5 separate regions of the Mus musculus genome follow, and regions 1, 3, 4 and 5 are each linked to region 2. A link is a contact called in public Hi-C, HiChIP or PLAC-seq, Micro-C and promoter capture Hi-C data. All regions are on one chromosome and are shown on one strand. The core of a region is the stretch at or near the end of the contact, and the rest is flanking DNA. Distances in the headings are between cores, read along the strand shown. Region 1 holds the start of Acot2 (acyl-CoA thioesterase 2). Region 2 holds the start of Papln (papilin, proteoglycan-like sulfated glycoprotein). Region 3 has its middle 7.6 kb from the start of Dcaf4. Region 4 overlaps Gm31386 (a long non-coding RNA gene). Region 5 holds the start of Zfyve1 (zinc finger, FYVE domain containing 1).

Evidence for each region. Promoter capture Hi-C pulls out the DNA fragments that hold promoters and counts their contacts. Hi-C and Micro-C count contacts between places; a contact is called where the count stands out from the background. HiChIP or PLAC-seq counts read pairs in DNA pulled down with a chosen protein or histone mark.
Region 1: a contact with region 2 is called in an HNF4G HiChIP or PLAC-seq map of pancreatic cancer cells, with 9 times the contacts expected there. The contact joins the promoter of Acot2 here to the promoter of Papln in region 2. A contact is called at or near these places in 1 of 39 promoter capture datasets (the SN4741 cell line), 1 of 115 datasets of contacts at active chromatin or transcription factors (pancreatic cancer cells) and 3 of 9 other capture datasets (adipose tissue, liver and pancreatic islet).
Region 3: a Micro-C map of the G1E-ER4 cell line shows a contact between it and region 2. The contact joins the enhancer-like site here to the promoter of Papln in region 2. A contact is called at or near these places in 1 of 39 promoter capture datasets (embryonic stem cells), 2 of 15 datasets of contacts at CTCF or cohesin (embryonic stem cells and pro-B cells), 14 of 484 Hi-C or Micro-C datasets (the G1E-ER4 cell line, the HL-1 cell line, the N1E-115 cell line and 1 more), 1 of 115 datasets of contacts at active chromatin or transcription factors (embryonic stem cells) and 1 of 9 other capture datasets (embryonic stem cells).
Region 4: a promoter capture Hi-C map of liver shows a contact between it and region 2, with 6 times the contacts expected there. The contact joins the enhancer-like site here to the promoter of Papln in region 2. A contact is called at or near these places in 18 of 39 promoter capture datasets (the 3T3-L1 cell line, 3T3-L1-derived adipocytes, the C10 cell line and 11 more), 2 of 15 datasets of contacts at CTCF or cohesin (pro-B cells and stem cell-derived epiblast-like cells), 14 of 484 Hi-C or Micro-C datasets (8-cell embryo, the G1E-ER4 cell line, Sertoli cells and 4 more), 13 of 115 datasets of contacts at active chromatin or transcription factors (the NIH/3T3 cell line, the SCID.adh cell line, bone marrow-derived macrophages and 5 more) and 3 of 9 other capture datasets (adipose tissue, embryonic stem cells and liver).
Region 5: a Hi-C map of uterus shows a contact between it and region 2. The contact joins the promoter of Zfyve1 here to the promoter of Papln in region 2. A contact is called at or near these places in 1 of 484 Hi-C or Micro-C datasets (uterus), 1 of 115 datasets of contacts at active chromatin or transcription factors (embryonic stem cells) and 1 of 9 other capture datasets (adipose tissue).

The regions. Positions count from the first base shown.
Region 1 is chr12:83,986,563-83,989,262 of GRCm38.p6, forward strand. It overlaps Acot2 (acyl-CoA thioesterase 2), which reads left to right and starts at 1,299. Exons shown (of 3, transcript NM_134188.3): 1 at 1,299-1,919. The coding sequence starts at 1,340.
Region 2 is chr12:83,762,269-83,764,968 of GRCm38.p6, forward strand. It overlaps Papln (papilin, proteoglycan-like sulfated glycoprotein), which reads left to right and starts at 1,366. Exons shown (of 27, transcript NM_130887.3): 1 at 1,366-1,448.
Region 3 is chr12:83,511,548-83,514,247 of GRCm38.p6, forward strand. No RefSeq gene overlaps it. Among named protein-coding and RNA genes, the nearest start is that of Dcaf4, 7.6 kb to the right of the region's middle. Within about 2 kb of position 1,429, at least 24 of the 459 cell types and tissues checked have an H3K27ac peak or open chromatin away from gene starts, as enhancers often do. A contact at or near this core is called in the G1E-ER4 cell line and the N1E-115 cell line, where this site is marked.
Region 4 is chr12:83,924,012-83,926,711 of GRCm38.p6, forward strand. All of the region lies in intron 1 of Gm31386 (a long non-coding RNA gene), which reads left to right. Among named protein-coding and RNA genes, the nearest start is that of Gm31386, 3.5 kb to the left of the region's middle. Within about 2 kb of position 1,315, at least 16 of the 459 cell types and tissues checked have an H3K27ac peak or open chromatin away from gene starts, as enhancers often do. A contact at or near this core is called in liver, where this site is marked.
Region 5 is chr12:83,595,964-83,598,663 of GRCm38.p6, forward strand. It overlaps Zfyve1 (zinc finger, FYVE domain containing 1), which reads right to left and starts at 1,259. Exons shown (of 12, transcript NM_183154.4): 1 at 1,034-1,259.

The DNA of each region.
Region 1 (2,700 bases), core at 49-2,548, 220 kb after region 2:
CATTTGAAACTCGGTGAAAAGTTTTGCCTGGGCAAGATCTTCAAGGTAGATACCCTAGCCTGCTTTTTCTATAAGTGTGATAAAACTCCGACCAAAAACAGCTAGCGGAGGAAAAGGTGTATTTGGCATTCATTTCCTGAGGAAAGTCAAACAGCAACTCAAGCAGGGGGCGTGAACCACAGGGGAGCAATGACTTGTTTCCCTACACACACACACACACACACACACACACACACACCGTTTGTATGTCTCTGATCCCTAGAGTTGAACTTGCAGAATGCTGTGAGCTCCCTTATGGCTGAGGGAAATGAGTTCAAGTCCTTCGGAAGAACAGCCTGTACTTTTAACCTCTGAGCTAATTCTCCAGGCCCCATCCCCACCCCCAGCTTTCTAATAAAATCTAGCTGACCTGCCCAGCGTGGAACCTCCCGCAGTGGGCTAGGTCCTCCCACACAAACCATCAGTGACACATAGGCCAATATGATACAGGCATTGCCCCAAGTGAGGATCCCTGCCTATTCCAAGGTGTTTCTAGTTTGGGTCAAGTAAACAAAATCTAACACAGTTGTCTTCTTAGGAACAGAGACAAATACAACTTATATAGTCTCAGGTTTCTGTAATAATAAAGATGTGCAATAATCCTTGTAAGGTTTAAGGCCTTGGAAGAAAAAAAAATCACTGATTGGAAGCAATAGCTTATATAACACTTGGGAAATGTGTAAAATCCGGGATGAGTAGGAAAAAGTGTTTGCCTAGAGGGTCAAAAGACGAGCTCAATGTAAACTATGACATCATTTGACTATTTTTACACGAGTGTGGAATGTAGGTAAAGGGTCACACAGCCCATGAGACATTAAGGCCATTGGACATGGACATTAATGTGTAGACTAAGCACGCGCAAACAGCACACAAACAAAATATCATGATGCACGTTTTTGAAAGAACAGTCCTAAGATTAGTAACGAGTGTCTATTACTCTAGGACGTGATGAAACTCAATTGCAATCTCACATTCTTGACTCTGCAACCTTAGGAATTTGGCGACTGGAGGTTTCATTGGGTGAGAGGCTTTTAAGAGCGAGCCCTGGTCCAGCCCACTTTTCATGGGGTAAAGAGCACCTGAAAAACAGTGCTAGGTTCCGGATATAACGGAGTCTTAACGCACAGACGCCTTAGTCAAAGCGTCACTACTACTTTTGCTTTTGTTGCTTGCTTTGCTCTGTGATCCTCCCAGCTCAGCAAGCACACAGCTCAGTCTAAGGACTGCAGGCAGGCAGCTGGCCACTAGAGGATCTCTTAACTTTCTCTGCGGAACCGAGGGCTGAAGTCAACGACGCAAAATGGTGGCCTCGTCTTTCGCTGTCCTGAGAGCAAGCAGGTTGTGCCAACAGGATTGGAAGAGCTGGGCGCGGCTGTTTGTACCTCCGCCGCTCAGCACTGGTGGCCGGACCACTTGGGCGCGGACAAATGCGACGCTGAGCGTAGAGCCCGAGGGCCGCAGCTGCTGGGACGAGCCGCTGAGCATCGCCGTGCGCGGCCTGGCCCCCGAGCAGCCCGTCACGCTGCGCTCTGCCTTGCGCGACGAGAAGGGCGCGCTCTTCCGAGCCCACGCGCGCTACCGCGCCGACGCTGGCGGCGAGCTGAACCTGGCGCGCGCGCCCGCGCTGGGCGGCAGCTTCTCGGGGCTCGAGCCCATGGGGCTGCTCTGGGCCATGGAGCCCGAACGGCCTCTCTGGCGCCTGATCAAGCGCGACGTGCAGACGCCCTTCTTGGTGGAGCTGGAGGTGCTGGACGGACACGAGCCCGATGGCGGGCAGCGGCTGGCGCAGGCGGTGCACGAGCGTCACTTCTTGGCTCCCGGGGTGCGGCGCGTGCCCGTACGAGAGGGCCGGGTGCGCGCCACGCTCTTCCTGCCCCCAGGTGAGCAGCCCTCCACATTTCCCTTTGCTCAAAGTTCCCTGTGGGTGTTTGTTTGTTTGTTTGCTTTTGGTTTTTTTTGAGACAGGGTTTCTTGTATAGCCCTGGCTGTCCTGGAACTCACTCTAGACCAGGCTGGCCTCGAACTCAGAAGTGAAGAAAAGGGTAGCTCCAAATGATCTAGGACTTGGTGGGAAGGAGATAGGACTGGACTGGACTGGACTGGACCGGAAGAAGCCTGTTATAGTGATGCTGTTTGCCTGAAGCTGGTCCTTCAATTCCGCTGCTAAATTAAAAGGGCATCATAAGACAAGGGGAGAGGCTCCTAATAATAAAGTCCGCAGTGTTACACCCACATCCCCTAATGTTCTTTTAGAATGTCTTCTGTCTTTTCTTGTGGCAGTGTGGGAACTCAAACTTGGCAAGCACTCTTCTACGAAGTTTCCAATATTTTTAATTTTTCTTGGTTTTTAGCTGCATATGGAGGTTCCAGCAAAGGAGGCAGGAGAATCAACAGAACTCTCAGGCAGTGATGGGGGAAAGAACTCTCAGGAGAAGCCATTAGTATTCTGACATTGAGACAAGCTTCATACACTTGGGCTAGAGGGTGTGGCTCCGTTGGTAGAGTGCTTGCTTGGAGTAGTACTGGGTGCTATCCCCAGCACAGGGTAAACCTGGCAAGAAGGCACAGCACTGCAATCCCAGCACCCACAGGTCGAGGTGGGAGAACCAGAAGCTCTCGTTCATTGTTGGCTACAGAGCCTTACTGGGTTATACCGGTATA
Region 2 (2,700 bases), core at 116-2,615:
ATCCTATGCTGCACACGGAGGCCAGCCTAGGCTCCGAGAGATGCTGCCCTGAGGCAGAACAAAAGGGTCCAAGTCCAGGCATCTGAAAAGGAGCCCTCAAACCAAAACCATCAGAAAAGGTTGCTTCGTAGCTGCCCCAGCCTTCTGCAGTAGGAGAAACCTTTTCCTGCCGTTTTTTTTTTTAACAAGGACCTTTGACCTAGTTCAGGAAGGTCGGAGATGGAGGCGGGGGTGGGGGGGGTGGTGGTGGTGCGGTGTGTGTGTGTGTCGATTGTGAGTGAAGAAACATTTTCCTTTTCTAGGGAGGTTCTAAGTCACATCACTCCCTTTGCTGCCAAGTTCATCTTTATCCAAGAATCCCCGTGTTCCTGGGCCCTGAAACCAGGTCTCTGTCCCCTCCTGCACTGGGAAATATAAAGAGCTTCCTGCTTCCCTCAGTGCAAACACCAACCCAACTCTGAAGGAGGCAGAAAAGCCAGAGAAGTGACAGGGTCAGGGTCAGCAAGGAGCCCCGCTTCTTTCTGTGACCTCCACAGGCCCGGGGCCAAGGCCCTTTTCTAGGGATGAATAAACTCTGTTTTCTGAAAAGGAATGTTTGGCAAGGAAATGTCTTGATTTGTGTGTGTGTGGAGGGGGGGGGTACTGTGGTGGTGGTGGTGTAAAAGCAGGAAGGAAATTAAATTTGCCACAAGTGGAAGTGGTAAGAGCCTATAGCTCTGATGCTAGCTGGTGCCCAGGGCTGTGGCTACAGTGGTTACCCAGCCTCAACTCACAGCCGATCTACACAGATTTTTACTGCCATGCTCCATTGGAATTGCAGCCGCTAGGATCAGGATGGAGTGAGTGGAGAGGCTTCAAAAGCGGGAAAGGGATGAGGTAAATTCATAGTGATGGGGAATCTCTCTCTCTCTCTCTCTCTCTCTCTCTCTCTCTCTCTCTCTCTCTCCTGTCTGTCTGTCTGTCTGTCTGTCTGTCTGTCTGTCTGTCTGTGAATGTGAACTGATTGTAGCCAAAGTATAAAATTCAGAAGGTGGTTGGACACCCAGGTGTGTCGGTGCGAGATTGGTGTAGCGAGGAGGGGTTTTGACAAAGACCTGGAGAGCTTGGGGCACCGGAAGTGGGACTGAAAAGGTGGCTGGCTCAGACCCAAGACCCAGAGCCCACAGGTTTTAAGAATAAGCAAAGCCTTGGCAGGAACCCAAAAGGAGGAGGCATGGGGCAATGCTGGGTACCCGGGGCCTCTCGGTGGGGGCACCGTGCTCCTTCAGGGATTGGAGGTGGGTGTCAGCCGACTGGGTGGGGGAAGATGGGGCGGGGAGGAAACCAGCCAGCCGCGGGGAAAGAAAGTCCAACCTCCCCTCCCCTGGCTTTCGTAGTCGGTGCTGGAGAAGTTGACAGTTGACCCAGGCTGGGCACCGATAAGGCGGCTCCAGGGCTTCAAGAGACAGGTAGGAAGGCAAGCGGGCGCCTTGGGCAGGGCACGCCCCGGGCATCTGAAGGCCTCTGCCCCGCCTGGCTCCTGTAGGTAGTGGTTGGCGTGGAAGTGAGAGACCATGGGAGATCTGGCTGTGAGGTGGCTGCGTGAGCACTGAGGAGGGTCTCAGCTCTACATCTGGAGCCCGGGGTGGGGAGTGGCGGGTAATCGGGTCCCCGCAGTCCAGCTGCTCTTCTCCTGGAACAGCATACCCCCCCCCCCGCCCCCGCCTCCTCTGTACTGCCCGGGTGAAGCCTGCAGAGCCAGCGCACTTCCTGGCGATGTTCCAGGCCACAGCCAGCACCTGCCAGGCACCCAGGGCCCCCGTAGGAACCGCGCCTCAGTGCCCCTGGGGTCACAGGGCACCAGCCCAGGTCAGGTTTGGAAGAGTCATCCTGACCCGCACGGGTGGCCTTAGGTTGAAGGAAGGAACATTATCAAGCTTTCCGGACTTTGGAATCGCAGACACACTAGGTCGCAGGTCTGGGCAGCGCCTGCAGTAGTGACTGGAGCTCTTGAGTTCTTCAGTCTCCCTCTGGTCACGTTCATCATTCAGGCTAGTCCGCCCGCCCGCCTCCCAGTCCCGTCATCAGTCAGTCCTTGATCTCTGCTGCCCCCAGCATCCCCACATCTCAAGTGCGCACTAGACCCCCTTCCAACCTTCTCCCCAGCAGTCTGTGATTAGAATGACTTGCTGACTGTGACAAATTAGCCAGGGCTTACATCCATGCGTATGCTGGTGTAAACTTTGCTGAACGTGGCTTTTGAACGCGATATTTCATACCTATAAAACGACTGCAAGTTGTTTTATTGTAAAAAGAATTCAGAACATCAGTTAGAATTACAGATTTTAACATTAACATACCTGTCAGCGCTTGTTTAATGTCCTGTACTGAACTGCACACTGCTTACGTGTCTCTGATACAGAAACATGTGCACACACGCGAGCACACCCCGCACTATGCAGACACCTAATGTGCGCATGCTCATAAGAGTGCTATGCCCGCACATGTGCACACCCTACACACAACTCTGGGTTCAAGCGGGCGTACTCTCCTTGTGAAGACTGAAGGAGGTGATCCTGTGCAGGCAAGGGTTGGCTTTTTGGTTTTAAAACAGGAAGAGAGAGAGAGAGAGAGAGAGAGAGAGAGAGAGAGAGAGAGAGAGAGAGAACATGGATGGGTGCTGAGGGGTCTCGGCATAGTTAAGCATGTACCCCAAGATTT
Region 3 (2,700 bases), core at 179-2,678, 250 kb before region 2:
CACCCCCAGAACACATTGCCCTACCAAGTGATGTGTGGATTTAAACCCAAGGCTTCAGTGTCTGCTAGACACTGGGCACTCTACCAACTGAGCTACATCCTCAGTCCAATCAGTGTGATCCCTAGGAGACACTGGGGTTGTTTGCCTACAGAGGAAAGTCCAGGCTGCAAAGCCAAGGGGAGAAGCCTCAGAAGTAAAAATAAAGGGCTGGAGAGGTGGCTCAGCAGGTAAGAGCACTGACTGCTCTTCCAAAGGTCCTCAGTTCAAATCCCAGCAACCACATGGTGGCTCACAACCATCGGTAATGAGATCTGATACCCCTTTCTGGGATGTATGGAGATAGCTACAGTGTACTTACATATAATATATAAGTCCTTTTTAAAAAAGAAAAGAAAAGAAATAAAAATAAAAAGTCAGGCTGGAGAGATGGCTCAGTGGTTAAGAGCACTGTCTGCTCTTCCAGAGGTCCTGAGTTCAATTCCCAGCAACCACATGGTGGCTCACAACCATCTGTAATGAGATCTGGTGTGTTGGGAGACAGCTACAGTGTATTTACATGTAATAAATAGATATTTTCAAAATAATAAAATAATAAAATAAAAAGTCAAATCTCCCAATGACTTGAACTTCTACCTTTCCAAACTGTGGGAAATTTAATTTCTGCTGTCTGCCACCATCCAGTCTGTGACATGTTGTTAACAGCAATCATAGCAAGCTCATGCAGACCAACCCAGACAAAGGCAGCCACATCTAAATCCATCACCTGGTAACTATCCTGTGGAAGCTGGGTCATGTTCTATGAAGGGTGGATGTTCGATGCAAAGTTGGTATTCTCTGCCAACTGTCAGGGCATGACGTAAGCACCTCCGCAGACTTGTTCAGCCTCACAGCGAAGAGAGCAGTGGATTTTGTCGTGTATAGTGTGTATATGTTGTCCTGCGTTGTCCTGTGTAAGCCCAAGTTGATGGGCTGTCCCCAATAGCTCTGCCAGTCTACGTCACCTGCAATGCACATTTACTGAGCACAATCTTGACCTAGGACACCAGATCCGGGGCTGGACATTGATCAGCTAACAACTCCCGTAGCACCTATCTGTACTTTCAATTTCACTACCCTAGTTCCTTGAGGTATTCAGACTTTCAGAACCTAAGAAATGGTTCTAGCCACCCTGGCCCAACACTCACACGCGCACACACACACACATACACACACACACCAAATCACCCTGTGCAAGCAAAACCCTCTATCTCACCCGGTTTTATTCCTCTTGGAATATATGTCCTGACTCCACAACTCTGAGGGTGATTACTCCAGCCTCCCAAACTGCACATGTGCTGGGCACTGGGAGCCCCAGCTGTGCTTTCTCTGCCTCTGATACCTCCCCTGGCAATAAACAGACCTCTGCTGGGGTTTCTCTAATGATGCCTACAGCAACGGGCAACACTGCAGCTCATTAACGGTGGCACTCATGCTATGAGGCTAGTGGGAACGAATGCTTATTTAGTTCCAGAAAATGAGTCAGCCTCCCTCCCCCATTAGAAATTAGAGGTAGCAGGAGATGCCTTTTATACAAAGAGGAGCTTATCTTGCAGGAACTTCCATCCTGGAGATCAGATGAGCTTCTGAGGCAGGGGAACAGGTTTGGTCTCAGTTTTAGGCTATGTGTTGGAAGAGTCACACTCATGCCTCCTGGTGGGAAAACAGATGCCAGAACCCCCCTACCCCAACCCCACCCCCTACCCCCACCCCCGGACATTTTCCTGCGCTTCCCCAGTCTGTTCTCATGGGGTCCAGCTGTGCCTGTGAGAAAAGCTCTGGGATCCTTGTCAGGAAATTCCTGAGTGCTCACCCTGGGCCGGGCGCAGGTCCAAGTGCTTTTACTTGATCAATCTAAGGATGTCTATTCCTCATAGCGGGGACTTAGTCTCCTCACCTTTCAAATGGGAAAACTGTGGTTAATGGATGCTAAGCAACATCTCCAAGGTCCCACAACTAATGTGAAACTGTGAAAGAACAAAACTTTGAATACAGGCTAGTCAGCTCCTTGGCATACAGTCTTAAGTGCAAAGCTGCGTTTCGGTTTTTTTCCCATTTATTTGCCTGCATGGAGAGGGACAAGTGCATGCCACAAGAAACTTGTGAAGGTGGGAGAACAAGCCTGCTCTCTCCTTCTACCTTGTAGATTCCAGGGATAAAACTCAGGCAATCACAATGGGCAATCACGTTGGGCATCAATTGTCTTTATCCACTGAGCCATCTTGTGCCTACAAACCCGGTAGCGGCGGCTGCTGCTGCTGCTGCTGCTGCTGCTGCTGCTGCTGCTGCTTTGAGATAGGGTTTCTCTGTGTTCCCCTGGTTGTCCTGGAACTCACTATTTAGACCAGGCTGGCCTTGAACTCAGAAATCTGCCTGCCTCTGCCTCCCAAGTGATGGGATTAAAGGCATGTGCCACCACTGCCCAGCCTTTCTTTCTTCCTTCCTTCCTTCCTTCCTTCCTTCCTTCCTTCCTTCCTTTCTTTCTTTCTTTCTTTCTTTCTTTCTTTCTTTCTTTCTTTCTTTCTTTCTTTCTTTCTCTCTTCCTTCCTCTCTCTCTCTCTCTCTCTCTCTCTCTCTCTCTCTCTCTCTCTCTCTCTCTCTCTCCCTCCCTCCCTTTCTGACAATGGTCTCATATATTCCATTCTGGCTCACACTTGCCATATA
Region 4 (2,700 bases), core at 65-2,564, 160 kb after region 2:
TATGGTGCTCTGGATAATAATGGCCCTTGCACAGCCACAGTGATGAGGTGCCATACAGAACATAGAATTAGGGCAGTCTCGAGAAGGGGACTCGACCACTAAGTTTAGGAACTCAGACTGCTATCACAAAAGTTGGTGAATAATTGCCACAAAGGTCAGCCACTCATTATCTCAACCACTAAAAACAAGCTTTTGTCCTGGGTCGCTCCTACCCATCTACTTCCCAAGGTTCCCCTTTGTAAAATAAGAGGAAAATTAAAATAAATGTGTACAACCAGCAGGAAGAAGAAAAGTTGAAAGAAGGAAGGCTTTAAGATGCACACTTAGAACTAACCAAGGGTGTTGGGTTAACAAAACTGCTCGAAGTCTTTGGTTTTATCCACATGGGGTTAGCCTGCTACCATTGCCCCTTGCTTCGCCTCCCTGCTCTGTGTACTTCTCCAGCACTCCCAGCCCCCCACAGGGCCTCTTAGAAATCAAGAGCCCTGGAGCCTGCTTGTCTGCAGCTCTGTGTTTGGTATGGCTGCCTGTGGAGGTTGCTGTAGATGCTATCTGTTCAGAACCTCTTGATTCAGACCATGATGGCAGGTATGCTAGCGGCAAATGTGACTCTAATGTGACTCAAATGTGACTCTACCAACTGAGTGCAAAATGGGGGACTCACTGTGGTACCCTGATATCTGAGGGGTACAGTAGAAGCCCAGGCCTTCATGGGCTCTAAGGCATTTCCTCTCTACCTTCTTCTTACAGAGCAACATTCAACACTCAAGTCTCCGTTCATTTCTTTTTCTTTTTCTTTTGTTTAGTTTTGGGTTTTGTTTTGTTGTTGTTGTTTTTGATTGTTTGTTTGGTTGGGTTTTTTTTTTGTTGTTGTTTTGGGCATTTTTTTTTTTTTTTTTTTGCTTTTGGTTTTTATTTTATTTATTTGCTTGTTTGTTTGCTTGCTTTTTGGTCTAAAGAGCCAAATCCCACCTTCGATAAGCTCTATGTCTTGCCTGTGGAAGTCTTCAATCCTCCGATCCCCCTTTTCTAGACACAATTCCAGTTCCAGATGGGCTAGAGAAGTAAGTTGCGGTGGGAGCAGACCAGGGCCAGAGTTACCTGCCGCCCCGCCAGCCACTGGAGGCAAGATTACTGATAAGAAGTAGTTAACAAGGTGGAAAGAGTTAGGAAGAAAAGAGGGGCTTGGGGAGGAGAAAGACCTGAGGAAAGAAGAAGAGAAAGCAAGAGAGAAGCCGCCATGAGAGACAGAAAACTGGTCTGGGAGCCCAGGAGAGCGCTGAGCCAGCCCTCCCCTCCGGAGGCTGCCCCCTCCCAGTGCTGCCTGTGGACTTTACACTGGCTTGCTTAAGTGCACTGATAGGTAAAGTGCAGTGTCTGCCACTCACTCGTTAAAGGAAAAAAGTGCCTGGGATGCATTCTATAAGGCTCTTGTTCCGTATCTTCTTGGGAAGCCTCCCCAAGTTCAAAGACTGCTGCTCTGGCAGCTGGTCAGAGCTGACAAAGGAAGGACAGATTTATGTAGCCAAGCCAAGGACATGTCTTCATAAAGGTGACCTCTGGCTGAACACAAGGCAAAAGATGATTTTACCATCCCAAGCAGAAGAACTTCTAATAGATGGAAGTGCCAAGCCGTTTTTCCCGTGCTGGAACTGAGCACTGTGGCTTCAAAGTTCAAGACTGGTTTGTGGATGAGAAGGCAAAGTGGGGGAGAGTGTGGAAGGGGCCGTTCTCATGGGCAGAGCTGTTTGCTTTTCTGTTCCAGATGCCTGGGATTTTTTTTTAAAGATGTATTTATTTTATGTATATGAGTACACTGTCACTCTCTTCAGACACACACCAGAAGAGGGCATCCGATCCCATTACAGATGGTTGTGAGCCACCATGAGGTTGCTGGGAATTGAACTCAGGACCTCTGGGAGAGCAGTCAGTGCTCTTAACCACTGAGCCATCTCTCCAGCCCCTGTGATTTTTTTTTTAATGCCATACCATGCCTTACTAGTAAATACTCATTTTCATCCTCAAGAAAAATGATGTGCTTATAGTGTGCTTATTTATAAAATGGGTAAGGTGTCAGCTCATAATGCTGCCATTGTGCTATTGAAAGGGGGCCCTAGTTACTATCACCAAATCTCTGGGCGGACCAGCTATTCTTCTACAGCAGGGAGTGGGCCAAGCAAAGTACTTAGCACCATTTAAAGGTTTGTCCATCCCTGTTTTACATGCGTGCAGAGAGTTTCCTGGAAACATGGCTATTTTCCAAAGATTGCTCAAGCAGAATGCCTTTGAGAACTCTCAAACCCCAGCCACATGGAGCCTTACAAGAGAGTAAATTTAAACTTGGACCCTTCTTGCTTTGTTTTGAGACCTGTTCTCACTATGTAGGCCAGACTGTCATAGTTTAATGGCAGTTTAATGACACTTCTCCCTTAGCTGCTTAAGTATTGGGACTGCAAGGTATGTACCACTTGAACTTATGCCCTCTTGAGCCTAACACTCACCCACACCATAGTCATTAATAATTTTGGTTCTGCCATTTACAAACTAACTGTACCTGTAGGAAAGTTCCAGTTGATTAATTAGGAAAGTTGCTAAATCTCCCTAAGCTTCAGTTTCTTGTTTACAAAATGAAATGTGTGTCTGGTATCTTTAGCTGTCTAACAAATCACCCTACAACTTACTAGCTTAAAACATTTATTA
Region 5 (2,700 bases), core at 9-2,508, 170 kb before region 2:
CCTTATATATGAGAAATGGAAAAGGAGGTCTGTAAAAAGCTAAGAAAAATATTGTAACAATAAATTCACACCACCCTCAAAGACCTCTACAAACCCAATTATCCTTATAAAATGGACTCTCTCAGCTCTAGTCGAGCAAAGGTCTAGTAAGGACTCTAAAATTGACAACAATAGTCCCAACTTCATTTTCAAAAACAGTAAGACAACTACTGAGCTTCCTCCTGTGCCTCCTCTCTACAGAGGAAGAGAACCGGCAGCAACAGGAGGCAGAATTCCAGCACTTAGGCGCACAGTAGAGCCAGGCCCTACAGTGAGTCAAAACAACTCATTTTCTCTTGTCACTCAAACACTTAAAACAAAACAAACCAAGTCAAAAACTTGGGAAGACAGGAAAGGGGGTTTTGGGTCACTAACGTAACTACACTCCTAATTCTCCCTACCTTTGCCTCCTATTCCAAGAGCACAACCAAGTGTAAAGTCCTCCTTTCAGATATTCACTCCTCCCTTTCAGTAGCCAATCTATCCATCTGATCTTCAGATAAACAAGGCAAGGGAGTAACCAGGGGACCTTATTTTCACCTTAACCTCAGACGTGTCCAGTCAGCTCCCAAAAGGGAAACAAAAATCAAAACTTGTCACTACTAAGAAAAACAGAAAACCAACCTTCAAAAGAACAGCTGACCCTCACCACCACCAGGCCAAGCAAACAATATGCCACTCGGAGCAAACCCCCCCCCCCCAAACCTCGACGCCTCTCTCCAATCCAGGGTCCCTCACCCACCTTGCTCCCGGACACCACCACCACAACCCAAGGGGTGGCAGCGGAGACGAAGAACAAAGAAGGCCCCCCAAATTTCACACAAACCCGCACATCCCGGAGCCGAATCCATTGTTTATGCCACCCCACCCCCACTCGAGCCGCACCCGTCCCCCCTTCCTCCTAGGAGCGACTGGAGGGAGCCCCGGGACCAGCACTCGCCCGGGGCTGGGCCAAGGCGCCCCCGCCCTCTCCGCCGCGGCCCACAGAGCCCACCCGGAGCAGTTCGGCCAAGGCAAGGCGGTGTGGGGGACGCGGATTGCCGACAGGACCCGGGCTGCTCTAGGGCCCCGGCGGATCCATCCTCAGCTCCATCTCCGCCCCCTCCTCCTCTGCTGCCTCCCAGGCTTCCTCCTCTCTTGTTGTCAGTTGGAATCAGCTGATCAGAGTGAACTTCTCCCAGCTCAGACCAACAGGAAGGCATGAACAGCGCAGCCCAGCTAGGGAGGAGCGGCCAGGGGCGGAGCGCGACGACGGGGAGCGGGAAGGGCGCTTGCGGCCTTTTGGGAGTTGTAGTTTTGGGGGGATTGTCGTTCTGCCCTACAGCCCTGAAATACAAGCTCCACATGACTACAATTCCCGATGGAAGCATCGTCGTTGCGAATAGGCGGGACAGACAAGCCTGAAAGCATTTCGGGACTTAGAGTCTCGGCCGGGGCTGAGGTTTTTGCAGGTTGCAGCGACTAGTTTAGGGCAGTGGCCCGGGAAGGAGTATTGTAAATTAAACAAAAGATATGATGTTCTATATAACCAGGAAATGGCACGGCACATTATTATTGTACATCTTTCCTTCAGAAATGCTCAAAGTGGAAAAATACCAGTAAACATTGAGAGGATATTACTATGCTTGAGGCTGTTTTGTTTTCCCTTCAAAGTTAATCAACTGTTAATTTTGTTCCAGCCTTATTCCTTTTCTGCCTTTTTCCATACATAGACATCATAACTTCTAATTTTTATATTGTGCAGAATAGTTACAGTACACACTCCAATAAAATTTAAGATAACAGTGTCTGTAATACTATTGTCTGATTTTTTTAATAATAGCTTTATATTTGTTTAGTACTTTCACTTTTTTCTCATTTATTTCTTGAGACAATATTGAGAGAAAATACAATGCATGGAAAAGATACTGGTCTGTAATGCCTAGGAAAACTAACTACATAGGTTGGTAGGGTAAATCACTCAGTCCTTCCATAAAATAAAGGAATTTTGCTGTGTAATTTCTGATGGCTCTGCCAATCTTAACATATGATTTTTATCTTGATAATGGTTAACCTGAGAGAGAAAACTAAGGTTAGGTTACTTGCCAAGGTACACAGCAAATTATTGACAACACTGGATAAGACCTCATCTTCTGATTCAAGAGGACACTCATAGATCTCAGGACATAATTAGATCAATAGTTAAGCCAAATCTACAAAATAGTGAATGAGCTATGTATACGGATTATATTGCTGAAAATTAACTCTTCATGACACAGAGCCAACAGCGGCAAACCTGGATGAACTTTTTATTTTTTTACCTGTACCACATCACCAACCAGGATAATAAGAACTAAGCCATCTACAATCACATTAAAAAGTGTTTACCAGAAATAAGATGGTGTATGGAGAAGAAGGGATTTTATAAAAGTTAAGCTAACAAGTTTTAAATAAGCCTGAGGTTGGTTGGCATGACAAAGGTTTTATCCCTAAGACTGCCTCTGTGGCTGTGTGTAGCTTTGCCAGATTATTTCATAACCTTGCTTATAAAGTAAATATATTGGTCTATGTGTGTCCCTCAAAAGAGATTGGCTGTCTGGCATACACAAGGCCCTGGGTTTGAGCCCCAGCACCATAAAAAATGGGGGTTTGATAGGAACAAACATTTAGCATTTTAAGTTT